Linked DNA regions of Sus scrofa: region 1 is linked to region 2. The links are chromatin contacts, called in public HiChIP or PLAC-seq maps. All regions are on one chromosome and are shown on one strand. The core of a region is the stretch at or near the end of the contact, and the rest is flanking DNA. Distances in the headings are between cores, read along the strand shown. Region 1 has its middle 69 kb from the start of CPQ. Region 2 overlaps CPQ (carboxypeptidase Q).

Evidence for each region. HiChIP or PLAC-seq counts read pairs in DNA pulled down with a chosen protein or histone mark.
Region 1: a contact with region 2 is called in an H3K27ac HiChIP or PLAC-seq map of alveolar macrophages. The contact joins two enhancer-like sites. A contact is called at or near these places in 1 of 47 Hi-C or Micro-C datasets (liver) and 1 of 2 datasets of contacts at active chromatin or transcription factors (alveolar macrophages).

The regions. Positions count from the first base shown.
Region 1 is chr4:39,922,450-39,927,350 of Sscrofa11.1, forward strand. No RefSeq gene overlaps it. Among named protein-coding and RNA genes, the nearest start is that of CPQ, 69 kb to the left of the region's middle. Within about 2 kb of position 2,647, at least 3 of the 83 cell types and tissues checked have an H3K27ac peak or open chromatin away from gene starts, as enhancers often do. A contact at or near this core is called in alveolar macrophages, where this site is marked.
Region 2 is chr4:39,637,332-39,641,691 of Sscrofa11.1, forward strand. All of the region lies in intron 4 of CPQ (carboxypeptidase Q), which reads right to left. Among named protein-coding and RNA genes, the nearest start is that of CPQ, 220 kb to the right of the region's middle. Within about 2 kb of position 2,325, at least 2 of the 83 cell types and tissues checked have an H3K27ac peak or open chromatin away from gene starts, as enhancers often do. A contact at or near this core is called in alveolar macrophages, where this site is marked.

The DNA.
Region 1 (4,901 bases), core at 1,397-3,896, 290 kb after region 2:
TCAAGCCTTTAAAAGTTGAAGTTCCTCAAGGCTAAGACTAAAGGAAAGCCTCTTTTTTTCCTAACTCTATACTCTCTCCCTAGCCAATTCATCAGTACCCTTGACCTCAAATACAATCTATAGTCACTCAAATGTGAATATTCATCTCAGACCTTATTCTCTGAGCCCAATAATATGTATACCAATTGTCTATTTGACATCTCCAACTGGATACTTTACATGTACTTCAAATACAGTTTCCAAAAATTGAATGTCTGATCTTCAAAACCACAAAAGGTCACACTCAGCTGTCTTCCTCCAGTCTGTGGAGCAAGAAGATTGATTTCCTGTTCAGAGTTCTGCAATTGCTTCCCACTGCTCTTAGGATAAAACTTCAAATCCCTACGTACAAACTTGTTAATCCCTGAACGTCCTGTCCTCTCCTACCTCCATAGGCTCGTCTCAAGAATTCTACTACTCTTGACCTCAAGATATGTTGACTTCATCTTACACACTCCCACATGCCACGCTTTGTCCTGATTCCTCTGCCTGGAATATACCCTCCTAGCCCCTCCATTCATTTGTACTTCTTCAGAGTTCAAGTCATTCAGTATTTTCTTAAAGACACATTCCTCATTCCCTACACTAAATCAAATCTCTAGGAAAACACTTCATAGCATTACCACAACTATAACATACATAAGAACAAACATTTCTTAAACACCTACCTTTAGACCAAAGGTAGGTCTAAGTGATGAAGATTCACCAACAGAAAAAACAAAAGCTCTCTTGGACTACATACTTATATGAAGAGAGACAGAAAATAAGCAAACAGACCCCCCCCCAAAAGCAAGGTAATTTCAGATAATGTTTTGGGGACAATAAAACGTGCTGTGATAGAGTGGCTGGGTTTGGAACAAGCCCAAAGGAGACAGTACCGTGCTCATTCCATATCCCACAGTGTGCATATGCCAAAATTTTTAAAAATGAAAAGCCAACAATGACAACAACAAACCAAAGTGCTCTTGATAAGTCAAGAGGGCACTCTTACCCAAGATGAATACACCTTAATCATATCAGATGGGACTAAGGGAATAAACAATCTGTATAGCAAACTATAAAATACCACTCAGAAAATCTCAATAGCCAGTGCTCACTAAGTAGTTCATGATCAACTAGAAGGCAACTTAAAGGTTTTCTGACTTACTTAAAAAGAAAGGAGATATTGACACCCAGGTCCAGTCATGTTTTTCTTAAGAATACGAGCTTGGGTTATCTTAGAGATATGAAGCATTCATTTATTCACTCATTCATTCAATAAGCATTTAATGAGCACCAACCACTTGCCCAGGCGCCATGTACGATGCTGTGTATGAGATCTTAAGAACTGAGAAAACAAAACCTGTACAGTGGCAGTGTTCAGCAAATTGACCACACTTCTCAGAGAGATGGCTGTACATCTAGCCAAACTTAGATGGCAAGGAGATATTTATATCATCTTTGCCAGAAAAAGATATATAATCAGGACTCATTATTCACAGCAGTTGCTTTATTCTATAAAGTCCCCATAAACACTAAACTATAGAATACTGAACCATGGCTCCTAAGGAAATACAAGGCTAGATTCCTGTGAACCTCTGGTTACAACATTTTTGTCTACTTATCAATACATAACCTTATTTTATATGTGTTCCTTTTAAAGACACCGTATTTAACATCTATTGATTCCTTAACATTGAACTTACTGACAACAGCATTATAACTCAAAGGCCTGAACAGAGCTTATCTAACACATGCTACTTTCCAATAAGGTACATCAGGGCCTTCCTGTGCTTAGCAACACTGGGCAGCACTTCAGCACTGCACCTGAGGACCGTTTTAAACAGTGTCATCACCCCCCAAAAAGCACCAAGATGTGAAAAATGTGGCACAAATAGATCACCACAAAAAAAAAGACACTTGTTTACAGTATGAGTGAAGAGAGAAGGAAAGGGAAAGGAGGGGAAGGAAAAAGAGAAGAAAGGAAAGGGAGAGAGAAGAAAAGAAAAGGAAGGAAAAGAAAAAAGACGAGTAAAAGAAAAAGAAGTAGGTCCTGCTGTGGTGCAGTGGGTTAAGAATCCAACTACATCAGCTTGGGTCCCTGGGGAGCCACGGGTTTGATCTCAGCCAGCACAGTGGGTAAAGGATCCAGCATTGCCACAGCTGTGGCGAAAAGAAAAAGAAGAAAAAGAAAATGAAGATATAATTCCTGGCTGTACCACTTACTAGCTGTGTGATCTTAAAAAAAAAAAAATTACTTCATGGCTCCATATCTGTTTCCCCTTCTCTGAAATGATGATAATTATACTACCTACCTCTAGGTGTGGAGTGAAGATGAAGAGTTAACACAAATAAAGCGTTTGGTGCAATGCCTGACACACAGGAAGCAGTATTTAAAGTGTTAGCTATCAAAATAAATTCATAAACACAAAGTACTGGGACATCATCACTCTTTCAGTAAAAATGTGTGATGGGTCCTCAGTAGCTGCAGCTCTCAGCCACCTCCCTCCCTCTTCTCCCCTTCCCTCCCCATCCTTTTTCTTCTTCCTCATCACTTCCTTCCCGCCTGTGCCACACACCCCCCTGGAGGCCCACACAGCGTGTTGAAAGCTCCTCCGCCCACAATAAGTCTGCTGACCAGAGGCCAAGTTTATTCTACAGGCAAGTAGCTCTCATTCCAGAATGAAGACAGCACTTCCTTCAAGCACAGACTGGACAGCTTCTGGAAGGAGCACCCTTCTCTACCGTATACCCAACACTGGCTGCCAAGGACAAACCGACCATCCACAGGCAGAAGGAGCCTTCTTGTTAACTCCGCGGCTCTGCAACTGCCCCTTCTCATGCCAGCAAGGAAGTAGAGCATCACCTTCTTGCCAGCATTACTTCGGTTTTCAGTGGGTCACCAGGGAAGCAAGGTTCCAAAGTAAAGAGAGATGAGGAACCCCATGAGAATGATAACGTCAAGGCGGAGGCCTTCTCCAAGCAAAGCTCCCACATGCATGTCTGAGCTTGGAGGATGTGGCAAGGAAGGCTGGGCCAGGGCCAACAAAAGTAGGAGGGAAGAGATACAATGGCCATCACACAAACAAAAGTTCCTTGGGTGGGGGACAAGGAAGGGTCGGGAGAGAGACACTCAAGCCAGCCCCGAGCTGGCAACATGAAAACCCCTTCCTGCCAAGGTTGCCAAGGATGCACTCCCAAGGCCAAGAGTATGTCATTCAGAGGTCTTCCCAGTGAAGCGTGTGTGGCGCATTCAGAGGCTGGCAGAAACCCTGCCTCAGATCTCCTCTTTGGAGCGTCCTCATCTTTCTGATCAAGACAAGAGGCCCTTTTTCACGGTCTTCATCATATTAGATTCCAGTTAGACACATCTAAACTTCCAAATTGAGCAGAAGAATGCTTTGAAAATCTACTGCCTTCACTGAAAAGGAGAGCTTGGGATTCAGAAAACATCAAATACTTAGCAAATTCGATACGTCCAACTACTGCAAATGACATCCGACAGCTACTCTGGCCATTAGTCCTTGACTTACCACATCTGTCTAGCGTTATAGTAATCGTTCATTCTCCCTTTCAAGGAGCTATGCTGCAGCCATCACATTAGACACGTCCCAGAACGGATTGCACTTAATCTTGCCCCAAATCTCGGAAAGGCTGTTGTTACAAACTATCCCCATTTCACAGTTAAGGAAACTGTGCAAAAAGTAATTTGCCAAAAATCATGTGCAAAGAATGTGGCTGAGCAAGGACCCAAAACCCAAGTCAGCCTGACTTTAATATCCATAGCCTTCCTACTGCATTGCACATAACCAGGCAATTGCCATGGTCTGCACTCTAGGGAACACACACTTGAAATGGTTTTATTTTCTCTCATCCCTCCTGCCTCTTGGGCTACAAGGCATCATATCTTTCAGCCCCTTAATAACATCTGGGCAGATTCTACAACTTCCTGATCACTTTCAGTTATTGAAAGAATATCATTCCAGTTTTTAAGACTCAAAACCTATTTATTTTTTAGAGTCCTGTTTCTCATGCAGTTTAGAGCTCTCCTTCCATTTCCCCAGGGCCAGCCCCACCTCAGGTCGGGGCTTAGAGAGGGAGGGACCCTGGTCTCCTTTCCTCCCCTCCCCACCCTACAGGTAGAGAGGTGCTCGGCGTCCCGGGGACCTCCCCCCACTTCCCACTCCAGGCTTCAGTGGCCAGTGTTTGGAGGGGGAAGTGGGGAATCTGTGAGTTGGCAGGGCTTGACTTCTCAGGCCGGCTGCCTGTGAGGGGCAGGCAGCTATGCTATGTGAGTCTGGCTCACTGTCCACTCTGCGGGATCCAGTTCTCTCTGCTGCTGGTAGTCTTCACTCATTTGGCAGTTTCTGCCCAGGAGGCGCATGTGGTCTACTTGGAGAGACGCCTTGCTTCTCCTCATCTCTATCCATGACTGGGGATGCTCTCAGAGAGCGGGACAGCTGTGTTTCCAGGTTGTCTCTGCCAGCATCCATGCCCCAACCACCTGGCCCATCCTTAAGGACATGTCACTTGATTGTCCCCAAACTCATGCCTCCCATTCTGCATTCTGTGCTTCTTCTGAGGAGCCACAGGAACCATGAAAATCCTCTTCTGAGCCTTCCAGGTGGGGTGGAGGATTTCCTCTGCCTTCTTAGACACCTTACCCTGTCACCTCTTCTCTAAGAGCTCTGGTAGACCACAAAAGTCAGGCAAGAAGCAGCCACCCATTTCCAAGTTCACATATGCCCCTAACTTCGGGGACCCATGTCAGTCAACCACCTTTCTTCTCCACACTTAGCTCCACTCCACGCTAACGACAGCACCAAGCAGGGCCTCTGCTGCACCACCTCATCCACCATCTCACCAGGAATGAGAAGCCAGTC
Region 2 (4,360 bases), core at 1,075-3,574:
GTAAATGCTCTTCAGGGAATAATATAAGAATAACCTCTACCATGACAGGTAAGGAACCATTCTATGGTTCTATTTGTCCATGTTCCAGCCAATGCAAGATTCCAAAGACAGGCTCAAAAATCTAGAGTGAACATAAATCCAAGGCCAGTTGTACTCAGTTCCATGAAGTGTACTCAGCAAGGATTCCTCGATGCTTCTTCAGTTCTGGGGACACCAGTAACGCCCCCGAGTAACGTTTCCCAAAGCACACTCCACAGAGAAGACATGCCCACCACATGTTTTTTTTTTTTTGATGAATAAAGAAATGGGAGTTTCCCAAACTTATGTGACTGCAGGGGAAGGTCCTTTCTAACGGGATCTCCTTTCCAGATCTGGACCAGTCCTAGTTGGCTTCAGGCTCCAGCAACCTCTAGCTCTACCGTTTAGGTGTTCATTTTTTAGAAGCTTTTCCTTTCCCTCACCCAGTTATTCTGGGTTAGACCTCCTGAGACATTTCCAAGGGAGGCTTGACCAGGGCCTGGGAGAAGAAAATACTCTTCCTGGATAAACCCCCACCTCCAAGAGGGAACCCACTGTATTAGAAATGCCTACAGAAAGCTCTAACTACACCAAAGACTAACTACACCATGGCTTCAGCTGTGTCCCCTGATTACTTCTGGGCCTGGAGGGCTTGGTGACTCCTGTGTGATTCTTCCTACTTACCTCTGCTTATCGTTCCTATTAACAGAGTGTTAATGGCGATGGCAACAGCAAGAATCTCTTTTTTGTCTTTCAGGGTTTTTTTTTTTTTTTTTCTATTTACCAAAGTAACATGTTTGTTACACAAAAATCGAATGTTATATAAGTATATCCAGTAAAAAGAGTATCTCCTGCCATTCTGCAAATGCTCCATTCCCCCCAAAATCCCAAGCCTGTTTCTGTCAACTGTTTCCTCCTCATTTTTAATGACGTGCAAGACAGGAAGCGCTATACTCTGCTGGGAATTCTTCACTGCGCCCCCTTTCCATCAAGGATTTCTATTTATCTTTATAAAAGAAAGCTCAAAGATCACCTTCACGAAGGTGCCCTGACTCAGCCAAGCCTCACCGCTCCCTTCCTTCATGAGCTGCCCAAAGTAATCTGCACACACTTCAATTAAAGAGCTGATAACAATTTCACTGCAATTTTTGAATTAAACATCTCTCCCACTTCAAAGACTTCAAGGACTATGTCTCCTTCCTCTTTGTTACAAAGTACCTGGCACACTTGACATGCAATCAGTACACAGTTAATATTTGTTGAGTGAACAAGTGAAGAAATATATAAATAAAATATTTTTCTAACACGTAGATTTTCAAGCTTTATAAAAATTACAGTCAAGATGCTTATATTTAATGCTTCTCTAAAAAGATGTTTCACATATATCTCACATTGCAACGACCATGTAGTACTGCTAATTCTAATTTTTGCCCCTTGTGTAGGCTTGAAAACTTAAAATTCCAACTTCACAGAAAATGGTAAAGTTGGAAGAATTTTGGGATGGATGGTGGTTTATTATTTATGTGCCAAATGCACATTTTGAAGCATAACATCTTTGGCCATAGGCTTTGTCCACTGACACCAGAACATTCCATGAAATGACATTTCAAATAAACAGTTTCATGTCCAGTAAACCACAAACACAAAAAAGCATTCAACAGCATTTCACAGCAAATAGCCTTCTGTTGACAGTTACTTAGGAATGACTGATTTTATTTGCAAAGCACAGATACCTCTTCTGTTAGATTAACTGAATATGGTTTTAGCTGATGGCTTGGGCAAAAGAGTGAATCTACAATGAGTAGTGAAAGAAGTGAACAAAGGGGAAGAGACGTGAAGGATGACTCTTAGAACAATATTCCTAAATATCAGAAAGTCCCACTGGACCAACACTTCAAATTAACAAGCCCCACTGAGGGACTTTGACATGCATTCTGCATGACATATTGTCCAAGGAACAGCAGCCAAAAGGAGTCTCACTTTTCTTGGAAAAATAGATTGCCATAGAGAGTTCATATGTCACCAACCAAATAGTTTGGGCTCAATGTAATTAAGTAATATAATTATGAACCCATTTTGTGGCCTCTAGCCCAAAGTCCTATTTCTTACTCAAGTATGTCAGAAGTTTCATCTAGAATGCATATGTCTATGTCAGATCTAGTTTTTCATATTAAAACACATGGACAATCTACAAAAAGAACTTGACAATCTAATTCTAATTTTAAAATTAAAGAGTAAGACTTAGTGAGTGCAATCGCAGGATATGAGGTATCTCGTGGGTTCTGTGCATTCAGCGTAAGTAGGAAGTGGAAGCAGGAAGTGTGCACTTAGCGAGTAGGAAGTGGAAGCAGGAAGTGACCAGGAGAAATTCAGACTCTTACAAATTTAGTATGAAAGTGGAAAACAAGTGAAGGAGGTCAGTGGATTTCCATCATACAAGGGGTGGTGACTTAAATAATAAAGGGAAAGGATATATAGGGATATCATAGCAGCTGGCCCTGGAGTTATATCAGTACAACTAATACATTGAGTTAGAAGGCAAAGCAATCACTAAGTGGGTGGGAGTTAAAAATATAGATGTATTATATATATAATATATATTATATACACACATTTCATATATATACATACATATATAATACATATAATCCTCTCCTACATAAAAAATATGGTACTGTCAGAGTCATGCTTAGTAAATGACAAAAGTTAAAATTTATGGAGTATTAGGATTGGGTTAGGCACTGTTTTAATTATTAAGGGAATTGATTATTTAATTTTCAAATCAACATTATGAGATAGGAACTATTATTACCTCCAATTCACAGATGAGAAAACAGCCACAAAAAGGCAAAGTAACCTGCTTAAGACCACCTGCTACTAAATTGCAGAGCTGGGATTTGAACCCAGACAGTCTGGTTTCAGAGGTTTTGTTTTGCTTTTTTTTTTTTTTACAGTATGCCATGCTGCCTCTTAACACCTACTCAAAAGAAATATTCCTCTTTATTTTAGAGTTTTATTCATGTTTATATAGCTTTTCAGAACGCTATCGGAGAGTTAAGCCCTGAATTGATGGAGACAGATTACTAGCTATCAAAAGCAACTGAAGTCAATGTACTTTCAGAGCTGGAAAAAGATACTCAATTCACCTTTGCATGCTGTTTGACATTTACTCATGCAATTGAATTCAACTCAATTAACAGTGATTTAGGGTCCCATGCTGAGTACTAAAGAAGTAAGATTCCAAGCCTAGAGAGGCACAATTTTTATTCCAATCTAGAGTGGATAAAATACTCTGGAAGCTAGCAGTTGAACAGAAATGGAGAAAACAAAGTCCAGGGAGTTCAAATGACCTTCCAGGGGCCAAAAAAGTAATTTGTGGCATAGAATGACCTAAAAATCCCACTGAGATGGGTCCAGCTCTCCTTTTACACTACCACTCTGCCTGCAGTCAAGCTGGTGGGAACCCATTAAAATAAAATTAACTTTCAAATAAATATCTGTGTCCTAGGAAGAGGAAAATGGTACCTGCCTGCTTCATCTCTAGGGCCCACTTCATTCTGGAATGAAGTTATGACAGAGAGAACAGATAGCCACAGGAATACTTTTTTTAAAGGGAGAGGAGGAAAGAATTCACATACAGAGTCTCCCAGATCTTCCCTGAAGGACTGAGTGTTTTTCGGTTTTATTTGGTGGACAATGGCTCTCGTGCAAACCTTACCCAATTCTACAAGCAGACTTGTTATCATGCCTTTAGTAATAACTATGTGTGTAGGTACATATGTACGTCTCCAACTATATTCTCAGTCTAAGGGCCTGAAGAACAGAGGACATGCTTCTGTACACCCAGCTTTTAAAAGCGCTTTCAAATAGTAGCTGTTCAGTATGGTACTGATGCTAAACTTGCAAGGATAGACAAGGTAAGGCTTCCCATTAGTTTGTCTTATTTTCTTACAAAGTGACCCTAAATTCAGGTTTCTCCGAGATTTTTCTTAGTTTGCTTTTGTGGGGCAATTTTACATGCTACCCTCTCCACCCACCACCTGCCAGGGGACATTCGGTAATGTCTGGAGACATTTTTGGTTGTCACAACCGGGAGGGGGCGGGGGAATGGTGCTCCTGGCATCTAGTAGGTACAGGTCATGGATGCTGCTAAACAGCTTCCAATGCAAGGGACAGATTTCACAACAAAGGATTATCTGGCCCAAATGTCAAGTAATGCCAAAGCTGAGAGACACTGGCCTATTTAGAAGTTAAAAAAAAAAAAATGCATAACCACCTTTCCATTTCTCCATGTTTAAAACACTAGCGGAGTTCCTGTCGTGGCGCAGTGGTTGATGAATCC